2 separate regions of the Mus musculus genome follow, and region 2 is linked to region 1. Evidence: chromatin contacts called from public promoter capture Hi-C data. All regions are on one chromosome and are shown on one strand. The core of a region is the stretch at or near the end of the contact, and the rest is flanking DNA. Distances in the headings are between cores, read along the strand shown. Region 1 overlaps Btg1 (BTG anti-proliferation factor 1). Region 2 has its middle 66 kb from the start of Gm34983.

The links. Promoter capture Hi-C pulls out the DNA fragments that hold promoters and counts their contacts.
Region 2: a promoter capture Hi-C map of pre-B cells shows a contact between it and region 1, with 4 times the contacts expected there. The contact joins two enhancer-like sites. A contact is called at or near these places in 2 of 39 promoter capture datasets (liver and pre-B cells).

Annotation. Positions count from the first base shown.
Region 1 is chr10:96,619,882-96,623,623 of GRCm38.p6, forward strand. Btg1 (BTG anti-proliferation factor 1) reads left to right here. Exons shown (of 2, transcript NM_007569.2): 2 at 1-2,932. Among named protein-coding and RNA genes, the nearest start is that of Btg1, 4.8 kb to the left of the region's middle. Within about 2 kb of position 1,855, at least 108 of the 459 cell types and tissues checked have an H3K27ac peak or open chromatin away from gene starts, as enhancers often do. A contact at or near this core is called in pre-B cells, where this site is marked.
Region 2 is chr10:99,391,866-99,395,607 of GRCm38.p6, forward strand. No RefSeq gene overlaps it. Among named protein-coding and RNA genes, the nearest start is that of Gm34983, 66 kb to the right of the region's middle. Within about 2 kb of position 1,881, at least 83 of the 459 cell types and tissues checked have an H3K27ac peak or open chromatin away from gene starts, as enhancers often do. A contact at or near this core is called in pre-B cells, where this site is marked.

The DNA.
Region 1 (3,742 bases), core at 605-3,104:
TGCCCAAAGGATCCCAGTCACTGCTTCCTGGGGAAGTGAAGATAACAATCCTCTCTGGCCCTCCTTTGAGAAACAGTTCTTTTGCCCCCTTGGATTTGTTCCTTTAGAAAATCCTGGGGCAGGTGACCTATAGCCTTAAAGAACAGGCTTATCACAGCAGAGCCATCTGCCGCTTTCTGGTTCTCATCTTGCAAGAGTTACATAAAATAAAATCCCCTAAGCTGGAATCCAACAACAGGTACGTTGATGCACTTCTTTTCTCAAAAGTTGAAGCCCTGGCTTTGTCCGCATTTCCATAGCAGGGGAAACTGAGTGTTGTGCTGGAGGTTAGTAACGTGTACCTCATGGGCAAAGACATGCTGCTAGTTTGGGGGTTGTAGAAGATAAACTGATATTTTGGTGGAAATTGAAAGCAGAAATTTGAGTTCTGCTTTACAGTTAAAATTAACTGGATTGGGGGAGGGGCAGCATGTGAAAACATGTGAACACTGGGAATTGAGGCAATTTAAATGACTTTAAGTCAGTAATTGTTCTAAGTCAGTAGTATTTCCAAACAAATTGGAGGTTTTTTGGTTTTGTTTTGTTTTGTTTTTTAATTTGTAATAAGTTTCCCTGATACTTTTATTAACGATCCAGAAACACATCACTAAACCCTAAACATGCCATGTATTTAAGAGTACGAATGGAATTCATATATTTTTGTCAGTAGGCTATTTGGAAGAGTTTGGATTTTGTTTCCCTTATTTTGCTTTCTGAGATGGTCTCTTGTTCTATATGTAGCTCAGGCTGGCCCCCCCACTCTAGATCTTCCTGCTTTAGCCCCCAGAATGCAGGCGTCTCGGATAATATGGCACAGCTCCAGACCAGGAGCTCAGATTCTTCTTCTTTCTACACAATAATGGGTCTCATTGTGACATTTTTTTTAAATGACATATTTCATCTAGCCCTTTCTCTAAAAGGTCCCTCATTTCAAATTTGAGTTTGAGCATTATATCCCAGGCTGGTTTAAAGCAGGTCTCACTCTCCTGCTGGCCAATTTGTGTATCATTTGGGAACTCCTTGGAAGCTGCCTGACTGGCTTTGAACACTGGACTCTTCCACACTGTTCAGGTCTATCCTGAGTACCTAAGATGTCATCATCATAAATGAAATAGAGAAGTGTCTTTGACTTTGCTGTCAAGACTTTTTGTTGCTGCTTGAACAAAAGAAGCGCCTATTCAAACTGCAGTTTTAGAGTTCAGGTGACATCCGGCCTGTGAAGCCTGCAAGTATCTCAGACCTAGCATCCAGCTGTTTCCTGTGACTCTCACCTCCATTCCCCAGACCACTGAGCCGAGCCTGTGTGTGCAGCACAGCATAGCTACTTGAGTAGTTCGTGCCAACTGCTTCTGGCTAATGTTTGGTTTAGCTATTTTAACAAAACAAAAAAACTGAGTGTCTGCTGCTGTGTCATTTACTACCAGTTTTTTGTTTTTTTGTTTTTTGTTTTTTTTTTTTTTTTTTTTTATTTCGAGAGGTGTAATTTAAAAGGGTTTACACTGCCCAAATTAAAGAAAAAAAATAATTTATAAAAGATGACTGCTAAAATTAGGAATTCATAATTAACAGTAAGTTTGAGGACTTATTTTTACAAGTTGGGTCTTGCTTTGTGATCCTAAAACAAGCCTTGACATGCTAATGTTTTGTTTTGAGACCAGAGGTCTTGAGGCTCTGGGCTAGCCTTGAACTTGCCATATAGCTAAGGAAGACCAGAATTCCTGATCCTCCTGTCTGACTGAGATTACACTTAGCACCATGAAGCCTGGCTTGATGTGGACTGTAGGAAAATTACCCCATTCAATACAGGATGTGACTATCCCTTATGTCATCCTTACCTTTGAGATAGTTCTGGAATTGCAGGCCTTTCTGCCGGAAGTGGCTTTCTGTTATGATTGTTTATGAGGTTTCTTTGTCGCCATAACTCACACTTTGACAAGTAATTTTTGGGTTTTTTGTTTGTTTTTTGAAAAAGGGTCTCACTGTGTATCCTTGACTGGCTCGGAGCTCAGTATGTACACCATGATACCCTGGAACGCAGAGATTTACCTGTCTCTGCCTCCCAAATACTGGAATTAAAGGCGTGCACCACCACACCTGACTAGTAATTTTGCTGTAAATATTAACGGGGTTTGAGCTTCACATTCCAAGGAAGGGAGGGAGGGGTCCTGGTGTCCATGTTTAGTGATTAAAGGTTTCTGGGTCTCCCCCCACCTTAGGACTCTTCCCTGGTCATATATTAATGATTTTTGAGACTTCTTCGTCTTTATAAATTTAGCGGGCTGCATTTTGCATGTGAAAGTTTAAAGAAACTTGCCCCGTCTTTTTCCGATTTCAGGTTGTGGTGCTTTCGATAAGCTTCTCGGAGTTTGCCAGCAGCTTTAGAAAGCATCATCACCTGAAACTGCAAAGATTTTGTTTACCTACGGGGAGCACGCAGAGCCCAGATGACGCTGTCTTTGCAGTCAAACTTTTACAGGTGGACCCTGTCAGTCTGCCCAGTTCATTTTTTGTGTCAGGACCGTAGCTGAGTCAAAACATCTTTTAGGGTAAAATGCCCTGTGTTACAAATTGGACTGAGCTGCGACACAGGCTTCCTGCCAGGATTGCAGACTTGGGTAATCCAGAGAAATGTGTATTGTTGGTAGTTTCTGGTGGTTTAGTTTATGCTTAAGTTAAAAAGCAGCATTGCTAAGGTGTTGTGTCTTGATTTTGAGCTGCTCCAGGGTAAACCTCCTGTTAGCAGTGAGGTTTGATAACATGTTTTTAAAACCATTTGTGGAATATTAACACTAGTGTTCTGATTGCAGCTTTAAATCAGTCGGATTTATGAATAACTTCATTGCTTAGGTTGTCAAACAGGAATTAAAAAAAAAAAAAGACACCCATCATAAAATTGTATTCCTTTTTCTTCTTTGAATGCCTCCATTGGTAGATACTCTTAAGGAATATTCCAAGCTTCAATTTCTGATACCTATGAGCCTTCCTGCTACGTACTATAGTACTGACGACACAGAGCTCCTTTGGGGATTTGCGTACCCCCAGGGAATACTGATGGCAAAGAAGTTATTTGAATCGTCTGAGAGTCAAACAGAAGGAACTAGAAACTGGGGGAACTTAACACATTAAAGGGTTAGTGAGGGCTCACTTGCTGGGGTCAGACATGAGTCTTGAGGAGTGCACATGAGTCTTGACAGAGTTGGACAAACTGTTTAAACATGTAGGTCCAAGTGGTAGGTTATTGAGCCTTTATATAGAAACTAACCTTGAGGGATGTGTAGACAAGGAACATACAGAAGGCTAAGCTTAAGGGCATTTCAGAAAGCAAACAGATCATACACCTTTTGTTCTTGGGGATTTTGAAATGATGCTTTTTAAAAGCTTCATTAAGAAACAGTGGTATCCTCTTTTCTTCCTCCCTTAGATAGTGAAGGCCATTTGTGACCCTGTTCTTGGTAGGACAAGGATGACTAATCCTAGACCAGACCTACAACATCAGAATGACCACTGGGCAGGAAGTTAACTTGAGTTAGCTGGATTCCTGTATTTGGAGACACTACCTCAGATTAACGCTGACAGAAGACACCATGGCTACATTGGTCTTTAGTGAGCCTTTAGATGGTCATCTCATAGCATGCCATTTTGACAATATTTTTGTAGTTTTCATGTGTATTACAAAGGCACTGGCAGAGAGGCAGGCAGGTCT
Region 2 (3,742 bases), core at 631-3,130, 2.8 Mb after region 1:
GGCTTTCTGCCTGGGCATGCAGACATCCTTTATAATATGTGGAAGAGGTTTCGTAAGTTTTAGTCTTTCTTGTGCTGTGAGTCACCAAAAAAAAAAAAAAAAAAGTTTTAACTCACAGTTTACTTAAATTTACCCTCATCTTAAGCAACAACGTCAGTGAAACCACAAGTTTATTGTACCAGTGACCCCTTTTAATGCATCTTCAAAGAAATAAAATTTAATGATATCTTTACCCAAAACTTATTATAAGCACTACATGTCTTTTGATATTTAGACTGTACTTGGCTTTTACAAGGGTTAACAAAGCACACGTATATTTGTATATTGGGTTGTACCTTAAGATAGTCCACGTACCATATATTTGGTGGCATCGTTATGAGGTATAACAACCTTCTGTAGCCAAAAGGTTAGCGGCCAGACATCTGATACTTTCACGTGGTAGAATGTTGGAGGAAGTAATTAAAATATTGCCATGCCAGGTGGGTAGCTTTTGATTTTGCCTTTCAGAGCTGTTTGGATTTTATAACAAATAAGGAACTATTTTAGGCTTTTAGGTTTTAGGTTCCACTTTTAAAAGTACCTTAGAGGCAGATGGAGTCAATCTTAGCACTGTAGAGACAGGCAGGCAGGTCTCTATGACTTTGAGGCCAGCCTGGTCTACACAATAAATTTCAGGACAGCCAGTGCTACATACTATAAGACATTGTCTAGAGAAAACAAAACAAGGGCTAGAGATGTGGCTCAGTGTTTAAAGCATGTACTGCTCTCTTCCAGAGGACCCAAGTTCAATTCCCAGCACCCACATCAGGCTCCTCACAAACACCTGTAACACCAGCGCCGGGGAATCTGACACTCCCTGCTGGGCTTTGTAGGAACCTGCACACAAACACAGCACATACACATAAATAATAAAACAGAAAAATAAGTATTAAAGAAAACCAAAACAAAATATAACAAGTTCTGTAGGAAACGGAGTTGTTACTAACAGTCTGAATCATTTCAAAAATCAAAACATGGCTTTAGTGAAGCATAAAGACATTGAATAAGCTGTTAAAGAGCATTATCTTAAATACCAATCACTGGACATGTGTATGTGCATGTGTGAGTGTGTGCAAGCATGTTGTGCTTAAGTCATGTTGTGCATAAGCTTCCCTTGGGCCCTTCCAGTCACTGACTCATCTAGCACTCATATGAAGATCAGCTTTGAGTGTGACGAGGGAACTCACCTTTTTTTTTTTTTAGCGCAACATCAGACAAGGTTCTCCAATGTTATGACGGTATGCCACAAGTCTGTTCTTTGTTAGTGTTGTGTACTATTTCCCTGTTAATTATTGCCACATGTAAATATTTAGGTTAACACCTCCCAGGGTAGAAGGATCCTCTTTCTCTTCAAAGGACAGACCATCCCTTGAAAAATCCCCTCTCATCAGGAAGTGTGCGAGCAGAAGACAGTGCTTGCTGGAGACTACAGCCTTTTCTGTCATCGTAGAAAACACAGAGCTCCCTTTGGGGTGCTAAATATAAGTAGTGGTTAGATTAATTTCCCTTCTTGGTTTTGCCACATTGGTGAATGGATGCAAGATGCTAGCCTCATGAGAGAGAGAGAGAGAGAGAGAGAGAGAGAGAGAGAGAGAGAGAGAGAGAGAGAGAGTCCTAAAGCAACATAAAAACATTTTGATTTAATTTTTGGATGGTGTAAAATTTTAGAACAGGAAATTAAAAGCCCACATAGCTACCCAACAAGATGGTGATAAGACATGAAAGAGTCTTTCAAATGAATCTGAGGCTAAATTTAGGAGAGTGCTTTCTGTTCAGGCCAGCTGTGTGCGGAATGGAGCGAGCCGAGCAGAGCTGGGGACGAGCAATCACGGGCAGTTCTCCATTTCCCCTTGACTTCCTTCGCAGCCAGGCTTCATTTAAAACATGTGAGTTCGTGAGAATTACTGTAACAGGAGCTGCTCCCACTCTCCAGATACAAAAGTCCATGCCAGAGGCAGACAGGAACACTGGGCGCCTTGCTGCTTACATCTGAAAATGAAAATTGAGAGCTCAGTGACTCAAGACTAGTTGGATTTTTGTTTTTGTTTTTAAGGTGTGTTCTGTGATCTTCAGTAAAACACTAAGCTTTGGCTGTAGAAATTCTCTTCTGAAAAAGAACCACAGGTTCCACAAATGATCAGGAAGGGCCTGGGGCTGGGGCTGAAGCCGGACACCTGCAATCCCAGCATTCAGTAGGTGATAGGAACATAATGCAAGTTCCAGGCTAGCCTGGGCTATGCAGCAAGTCTGTGGCCAGCCTGGGCTATGTAGTAAGACTTTGTATCAAAAGGGAGAGGGGAGAGGGGGGAGATGGGGAGAGAGGGGGAGAGGGGAGAGGACGAGAGAGGAGGAGGAGGAAGGGGAGAGGGGAGAGAGGAGGAGAGAGGGAGGAGGAGGAGGGAGAGGGAGGAGGAGGAAGAGGGGGAAGGGGAGAGGGGAGAAGGGAGAGGGGAAAGAGAGGGAGAGGGAGAGGAGAGAAGGGAGAGGGGAGAGGGGAGAAGGGAGAAGGGAAAGAGAGGAGAGAGGGGGAGGGGGAGAGGGGAGAAGGGAGAGGGGAGAGGGGAGAGGGAGAGTTCTTATTTACCTTATTACCAGGAATAATTCTGTTCCCCTTTCAACCTTTTGGGCTTTTTTTCTCTGTGAATTTTCCTGAGCCTTAGTTGGAAGTGTGTCACCAGGTATCACATTTGAGCCCTCCATGGTCATTTACACCCTGCATTGTGACAGTTGAGGTGGTTCCTAGAGATTTTTTCATAAATATCCATCCCAAATCATCTTTGAAAGACAGCAGCAAAACACTGGTTTTGTGAGTTCTGGGCTCAGAAAGATCTGGGCCTAACTTCCTACCTCTTTCATTGGCCCATCTTATATTGTCAACTTTGAATTGTCTTTCTAAGCAACACTGCCATAGATGAACCACCTGAGGAAGGGTTATGGTAGAGAATTTGAAAATGAGGCCTAAGCATGACTGAAGAACCCAACCTGCCTCTTTTTGTGTCAGAATGCAAGGCTCAACTTCCAGTCACTGACCATGTAGGGGATTAACGAGTACCTCAGAACCGTGAGTTCTTTCAGGTCTCTCTTTGACTGACAGTTGCCAAACATTTTCAGTTTTATTTTGTGGGCATAAATTTTCCAAAAGTGTACCAACCTACAAACAGAGCTAGCTATATGATTGTGTTTCCTTGTTTATCATTTTATTTTGGTGAACAAGTGCTGGGGTTGTTGATGGCGAACCTGTTGTCTGAAAGGTTGAGTTAAGGGGCTGAGAAACTTGAGTGTTCATGGAATGCAACTGAAAGCTAATATTGTCACAGATAATTACTTTCTCAAAAAGACCACTTGAAACCAGAGTGTTCAGGCCAGCGAGGCAGACAGTGCTGTAAAATGTAGCTGAGCCTAATTTATTTGATTTCATCTTGTTTTATAGACTGATGATTACTGTAGGCTCAAGTCTAGGGGACCAGAATTTTATTGCAGAGAAAATCCTTTCCCCCTCCTCCTCCCCCACCCCCTCCTCCTCCTCCTCCTCTTCTCTAGCCTTCCTTCCTTTATCTTTTTTGGACAAGGTCTTCTTATATAGCCCAGGTTTTCCATAACTTTCAAAATAGGCCAAACTGGCCCTTAACTTATGATTTTCTTCCCTCCCCTTCCCATCCTCCCACCTCCCAGTTCTTCCTTGAACAACTCAAAAAGAGTTATC